2 separate regions of the Danio rerio genome follow, and region 2 is linked to region 1. A link is a contact called in public Hi-C data. All regions are on one chromosome and are shown on one strand. The core of a region is the stretch at or near the end of the contact, and the rest is flanking DNA. Distances in the headings are between cores, read along the strand shown.

Region 1 (3,630 bases), core at 338-2,837:
AGCATGCAACTGATATCCTACTTTTGCTATATTGCACAGAAAAGGCAATTAGTTTCCCCAGTGTTTACAAGCAATACACAGTAAGTTAAAGCTGAAACTACACCATCTATGCTCAAAACGAGGGCTGCAAAATAAGCTTGGTTGAGAACATTCTGCTTAAAACACATTCAGACGTGAAATAAATAATAAATACTCACATATTTTAGAGAAAGAAATACTGACGATGAAGGAAATCAGTAGTGTCGCTTTCACTTGAAATGATAGAGAGAGCTAACTAGTATTATTTGAGATCCATTTAATTGGTTTTCAGCGGTTTTAGGTGTTCCTGACTCTCCTACCGTGATGCGGTATGACCATAATAAAACTGCTCATCAGGTCGAAAGCCATAAGCTGTGGCGGGACGTGCTGAATTCACGCCGGTCTGTCCATAACCGTCTGTCAAAGAACTGGAGGGAAAGAGAAACGGACAGCTGTCAAAACCATAAACCATGTTCAAACCTAATTCATTAAAAATGGCTTGTAAAAAGGTAAGATAAATGCTGCAGGCATCACAAGGTGGCGCTCTGATTCTGCAAACCAGATGAAAACAAACTGCCTCAAAACTACACACCAAAATAAATGAACATTTTCACACCAGAGTTGGTTACAAATGAATTACAATTACTTAATTACATTTAAAAACCAAGAGAGTTAAATTAATTAATTAATACAAATGGGCAAATTGATAAATATTGTGTATTACATTACTTTAAAATTTATTTATTTTTAACAATATGATGTGATGTATTATATAATGCATGATATACTGCGAGGCACTCCCCATGTCACATTTTTTCCAAATAAATTAATTCCAGAAAAAATCTATTGTGATTAATCACATCCAAAATAAAATAAAATAAAAACATTTGTTTTGACAAAATTTAAATGTGTGTACTGTGTATATTTTATATTGTATATATAAATACACACATCCATGCATATATTTGAAAAAAAAATTTTAATTTAAATATAAAATGTATGTGTATTTGATGCAAATGATGTATAAATTGAAATAACTATGTAACAAAATTGTTTTGTATAGTTTTGTTTTTATAATATAAACATAATATAAATACAATTCTTCAATATAAATATATATAAAACACAAACAAATATATTATGTCAAAACAAACTTTATTTTGTATGTGATTAATCCTGATTATTTTTGTCTAGCACAAGTGTTCACCAATTAAAAGGTTTCAACATTTATAACCATGAAAAGGATATATTAAATAACATATGTTGTTATATTCATCACGGTGAAAAAGCAATTGGAACATGCCACATATTTAGTTTGTATAACAATCAGTCAATCGATCAATAAATAAATAAATAGAATTGTATGTAATATCTTGATGCAATTGGCCAATGGGATCATGTCACACGAGCTGAAATAGATAAACTAGTATAATCCGCCTCTTAATTAACAACACACACTCATAACTGTGGCCTGTCCTCTTAAAATATGAGTTGTTTGCTTTACCCCTTCCAGCTCCCATAATGCTGTGTTGTTTTTAGACCAAATCATTTCCAGCGATCGGTTTCATGTGTTTCTCCCGCCCTCTCCGGGCAGCAAGCCTGTCTTTGCTCTCTGAGGAACATCACTGCCCGTCTGGGGAAATTTCAGACTCTGTTAAAAGGCTTGAGGAGAAAAGGCTGGATGTCGGAGAGTTTGGGTGAAACCGAAGCTTGTAACTAACATAGTATGTTGAAAAGATTTGATGGGGTTGTAGGTTAGGTGATCAATCCAAAGAGTGTCCAGGTAAGAGACGAGCCTTAAAAAATGTGTTTGTGTTACAGTACAATGATCGTCATAGTGAATCATTCATTCAAAAGGGATGCAGTCATCCTTTCTAGGAAAACTAAAAATGTGAAGTCTTCTTTCGGTTATACAAAATATGACGTTTCTATTTCTATTTTTTTTGTATCTATGTTGTTTATTTGTCTAATAGTTTAACCTAAAACAAAGTAATTAGTGATAGAAGTAATGTTTGGCTTTCTACATTGTCATTATTTTTACACTTGAAAAACCAAACAGCACGTTTGGTGATAATCTGAAGATCTGAGGCTGGATGGAAATAAGATGCCCAAGTCTGGCCCCAGTTGCCCTTGACAGTTAACACTGAGGTGAGACTGTGTAAAAAAAACGCCGGAAACTTCTAAACAGGAAAGAATCAAAGTTGCCCTTCCTTTGGTGACTAAATAGTGAAAAGAAATTGTTCACCATTGTGCATATACAGTATGTTATTAGTAGGGTCATACAGAATTTGTGACCATTTTTTGCTATTTCTGCAGAGAATTTTGTAAAAAAATCTGCGGATTTATATGGAAGGATTTTAGAAGTATCATTACTAAAAATTTAATATATATAATATATTTCATTTACAATCATCATTTACAATGCAAATCCAATTAGATCCACATATTTTCTAAACAAAGCAAGTCTTTTGTATAATATATCTACTAAAAGACAGAAAATATTACTTTACAAACTGTATTGTGAATAAATCATAAAAAGCTTTTAAAATTACTCTTATTATATCACAATAATATTAGTGAGATGAATTAAAAAAGTGAATAAATATACATTTAAAATTGTATAATTTGTATAATTGTATAATATAAATTGTAAACATGTACATATATCAACCCATGTGTTATCTGCCAAAATGATGCTCGAGGTTTTCTCAGAGCTGCCTTTAATTATTTAGCCATTTGTTCTATTACTTTAAACCAACTGGTCTGCATTAGTGAATATATAAAGTCAGCTCCCCATAAGTTCACCCAGGTGTCCCGGCAGAGCAACCACAGGTGTAGTTCATCACATTAACTGAGGACTTGTTACATAACATTTGTCAACAGAAAGTATCCAAAGAAAAGTCAAATAAACAAATGACACCTGGTTCAATGCTCTTTAAAGCAATGAGATATAAATATTTTCTCTGACTTAAGTGTTTAAGAACTTTTTTATGGCAACTGCGCAATTTGTGCTATAAATAATGTTTACGTAATCGTAGTTTTAAATTGATTTATTTTCCTTTAACATATATTATTAATTACCTCAACGTGACTTTTGTATAATTATATGTATTTTATTTCCTTAAATGCAGCCAAGAATTTGTGTTTTTCAACCTCTTTATGAGTTCTTTATGAGCTAAATGAAAGATTGCTTTTTGTGAATCTATAAATACAAGCAATTCTATTTAAGGGCTTTTAAAAGAGCTGTTCCCAGCGTGTCTGGCTCCTGGCTCAGCACAGGGGAACTGAGGCTGGATTTCATTATTGTGTTAACCTGGATCTCTAACACCGCACGGACAAAATGAAAACCACACTTTCAGGCCGCCCAATTCCCTGTGCGCTCTCGGTGTATTCTATAGGTATCGCTTTCAAAGAGCTGTGATAAAATAAAAAATACAAAAAAAGCATGGCTTCCTCTGTTGCCCATATTCACTTGCTCCTTATTTTTCAGCACCTCTCTTCTGACTTCATGATAATGTATATGTTTTCCCCTTTGCAGGCTGATGAATAATTTAAAAAGCTCTAACTGTTGTTGGATCCAAGTATTTTCTTTGTTATTTTTACACTAACGTT
Region 2 (3,630 bases), core at 715-3,214, 140 kb after region 1:
GCGCGAAAAGCCGCCAGATCGGGAAAAAAAAGCAAAAGCCCTCGTCTTCGATTTCGACCGCGTTTTCGGATTCCGCCGCGTTCTCGCCCTTATTTTTCGGATTCCGTTTTTCGTCTTACTTGATTTCCGCAACCTGCTGTTCCACGGACTCGATCCCGGTCGTCGTCCACCGCGGCCGGCTCCGGCTCCTCCTCCGGGGCCTCCGCTCCGCCGACGCAACGCTGTGAGCTAAGCGCACAAACTGATTGCATCGGGAAAGCCCTCCACTCGGAGGCGAGCCGTCAGCCGGCGAGCGCGAAGAGGAGCAGGAGCACATGGAACACACTAGGTGCATTCGACATGAAGCACGGCTGCAGCTGATGAGTTATGAGATTAACCACGCACAGGCTGGGGCAGAGTTGAAAATGGAGCCATCAAGCCGGACACTTCGGGGGCTCTTAGTTGCTGCAGTCATGATGACGATCAACAAAAGATATACAGTACAATTAAATCAGAATACAGTCTCTACAAACTATAGTTCATTTTTGAACAAGAAGGGAATTATGAATTAAATTTAAGTAGCCTATATAACAAACACATAAGAAATAAGGGGAAAACGAGAGGGCACATAAAGGAAATACATATCCACAAATAGGGTTATTTTGGATAATGAAAGCATTTTTAAAAAAGCACTTTAATCCAAGAAGATTAAACAAAAGACCAAAATAAATGAGTTAACACTTTAAATAGAAATTTCCCAGAAAGAGCAAGGTACATCAATGTCACGTTTAAAATTTCTGCATAAATGGCTTGACAAGAAATAAAAAAATTTAGATTCATATATTTAATTTAAAAAAAACTTTATTTGTTAAGAAAGCTTTATAGGGGTGTCAGGATCAATGATGATAATTATTTTATTACAAGTATGTATGACTTATTTAAGCTAATATTAAAGTTATTTACCAAACTATGTCATTTTAATCGTTTATAGAGCTGAATACAGCAGTCTGTAAAAAGGCAGAAAAAACCTATGCAAACAGTCTAGTCATTATGAACAAATTATTTAACAAAAGATTATTTCTGTAAAATATTTGTAGTCTTTTAATAAGCATGACGTGTACAAGATAGAGATAGCATAAAAAGTTAATTGTTTGTTTTGAAATTTGTAAGACGGAATTTGTTCAATAAATAAAAACACGAAAAGCATGTGGTTGTTGTCATGCGGTGAACTCAGCCAATCGTGTAATATCAGTGTCATCATTGCAGCTTCCGCAGTCGCTCTTCTGATGCTGAAATTTTTATTTACTATAGGATATTTTTAATACTCACTTGGATGCTTGTATTAAATAGAATAGTACTTTTCCATCAACTGAGTGCTCAGTTTAGTTTTGTGACAACCTAATTGTTTTAAATTCAACCAACTTAAACTTGTAAAAAAAAAAAAAAGAAAAGAAAATAAATAAGCTTACATATTTCCTTAATGTTGTCCCAACACAAAGCAATTGTGTGAAACCCTGTATTTTTTACAATGTACTAAATATTTAATAGATTCTACAGTTACTCTTAGTTATACAGGTATTAGTACTAGAATCTAATATATTTTGTCATTTTTACTATGAACAATTCTTATATTATTTCTTTAGTTACTACTAGTCACTAATAAAAATAAGTACTAGTATCTCTCCGACCACAAAAGCACTTACTAATAGAAAGATGGTCTGTGTGTTATTTCTTTAGCTAATGTTAGTCACTCATGAAATAAGTAATAGTATTTATTTAATATGTAGTATAAGTACTAGTACAAAAAAGCTATTAGTAACTAAATAATAAGCACTTGTATATTAAAAATCAACACTGTTAGTTAATAAATAAGTACTAGAATTTAATAAAAGCCATAAAGTCTCTGAAATAGATAGATAGTACACTGACTTATATTAAATGTTAAAATGGCCTGCCAGTCGTGCACTGCCCTCTGGTGGTTTGTTTCTTGTCAGTGTGTATTTTTTCCCAGTGTGACCCCATTTCCTCTTCTTTTCTCACCACACAGTCAGCATACAGTGAGAGAAGCGAGGCCAGACAGCTTAACTGGAGCCAGATCGTTGTAGTAAATCAGTGGTCTGCATCAGAGGGACAGAGCCATCATGCTGAGTAAATTATGGAGACAGTGATGGTTGATGATGATAATGCAGTGTAGGATCTAATCTGCACCATGTCTTTCTGGAGATTGGATGCATCATGTTACTTTAGTAAGGGGTTTTATTATTATACTGTATTATTCATTTCATTCTTGCAGATCAAACCTATGTATTTTGCTTTTGGTTACGTACATTTACGAAATATAAAACTGAAGAAACCACTACTGATTTGGTGAATGGAAGGTATTGGGATATCGGCAGTAGGGGTGTCAAATGTCAAAACAGCCATTCAAAAGTTATAACATTATTCTGGACCAAATCATGACAGTTTAGAAAGGATCTAGATATTATATTTGTGTCCTTTTGCAGTTTAATCAGTTTGAAATTTGCACCCGCTTCGAATGTTATCACTCGATTGGATTGGGGTTATCAGTGGTTATCAGCTAATATGGGCCAGAAGAAGCCTTCTGCGCCTACTGGCTGTTATCATTTATCTACATGGTTAATCAGCTATACTTATAGAGAAGACTCCAGATCCAGATCTGTTTTTACATTACTGTGCTGGTTGAGGTAGGGGTAGATGTTAATAAAATTTAATTAATGGGAAATTTAATAAAAAAATATAATTCTATAATTAACGTATGTGATCTATAGCTGACTAACCATGTGGATGAATAATAACAGGCTTCTGAGCCTACCATTACTTACTTACTGGCCCATATCAGCTGATAACCACTGATAACACCAATTCAATCAAGTGATAACATTCAAATCAGCTGGAAATTTGCTATTAAGAGCACTGTTGGTTTATATTTTTAACCCGCTCTTGTAATTAAATGTAGAAATAAATTCTTTATTAATTATCATGACATGGAAATATAACATCACACAGTAAAAATGCATTTTATGTTTTACACAAACCCTTCATGTTGTCCTAACACAAATTAAGCTAACCATTTTAACAAATTAGGGTGGATTGAACATTAATCAATGAAGTTGTCCAAAAAAACCTTAAGAATTGTATTTTGTAAACTCATTTTAAATAAATAGTTTATAGCAGCAATTTTTTGAGTGCATGTTTATTAAGTATCTTTAAAAATATATAAAAGCATTATATCCCTTGCTGAAAAACACTAGCACAGAATTGAGAAGCTTGTCACATTTTTATTTATTGTGTTTGAATTGGTTATTTAAAATTTCTAAAATATTTATTTTACTTTACTTTTTGCAGGTTTTGTTGCAGTGTTGCAGTATCACGCTGGTACAAACAACTGACATTTTAGCACTGACATTTAGAAAATAATTCATATCTAAAATATATAATTTAGTTAGCCTGCAGTGCTTCCCACTGGTTTGAAATATATTAGTGGTGGTAGCCGGATTGAAAAATACTTTTTACCCACATCACATAAATAGTTAACTATATGTGACAAACAAAACATAATTCGATTTTTAGCAATGTTTTAATTTGTTATGAAATTGTTAAACACGTTTTCTTTTTAATAGGTTAAAGTAA

Evidence for each region. A called contact is a pair of places that touch in the nucleus more often than the background predicts.
Region 2: a contact with region 1 is called in a Hi-C map of embryo, with 2.1 times the contacts expected there. The contact joins two enhancer-like sites. A contact is called at or near these places in 1 of 18 Hi-C or Micro-C datasets (embryo) and 1 of 4 datasets of contacts at active chromatin or transcription factors (caudal fin).

What each region holds. Positions count from the first base shown.
Region 1 is chr20:37,694,779-37,698,408 of GRCz12tu, forward strand. It overlaps kifap3a (kinesin-associated protein 3a), which reads right to left. Exons shown (of 20, transcript NM_001004644.1): 20 at 1-446. The coding sequence ends at 335. Among named protein-coding and RNA genes, the nearest start is that of swt1, 11 kb to the left of the region's middle. Within about 2 kb of position 1,588, at least 4 of the 62 cell types and tissues checked have an H3K27ac peak or open chromatin away from gene starts, as enhancers often do.
Region 2 is chr20:37,830,512-37,834,141 of GRCz12tu, forward strand. No RefSeq gene overlaps it. Among named protein-coding and RNA genes, the nearest start is that of pde4dip, 23 kb to the right of the region's middle. Within about 2 kb of position 1,965, at least 5 of the 62 cell types and tissues checked have an H3K27ac peak or open chromatin away from gene starts, as enhancers often do.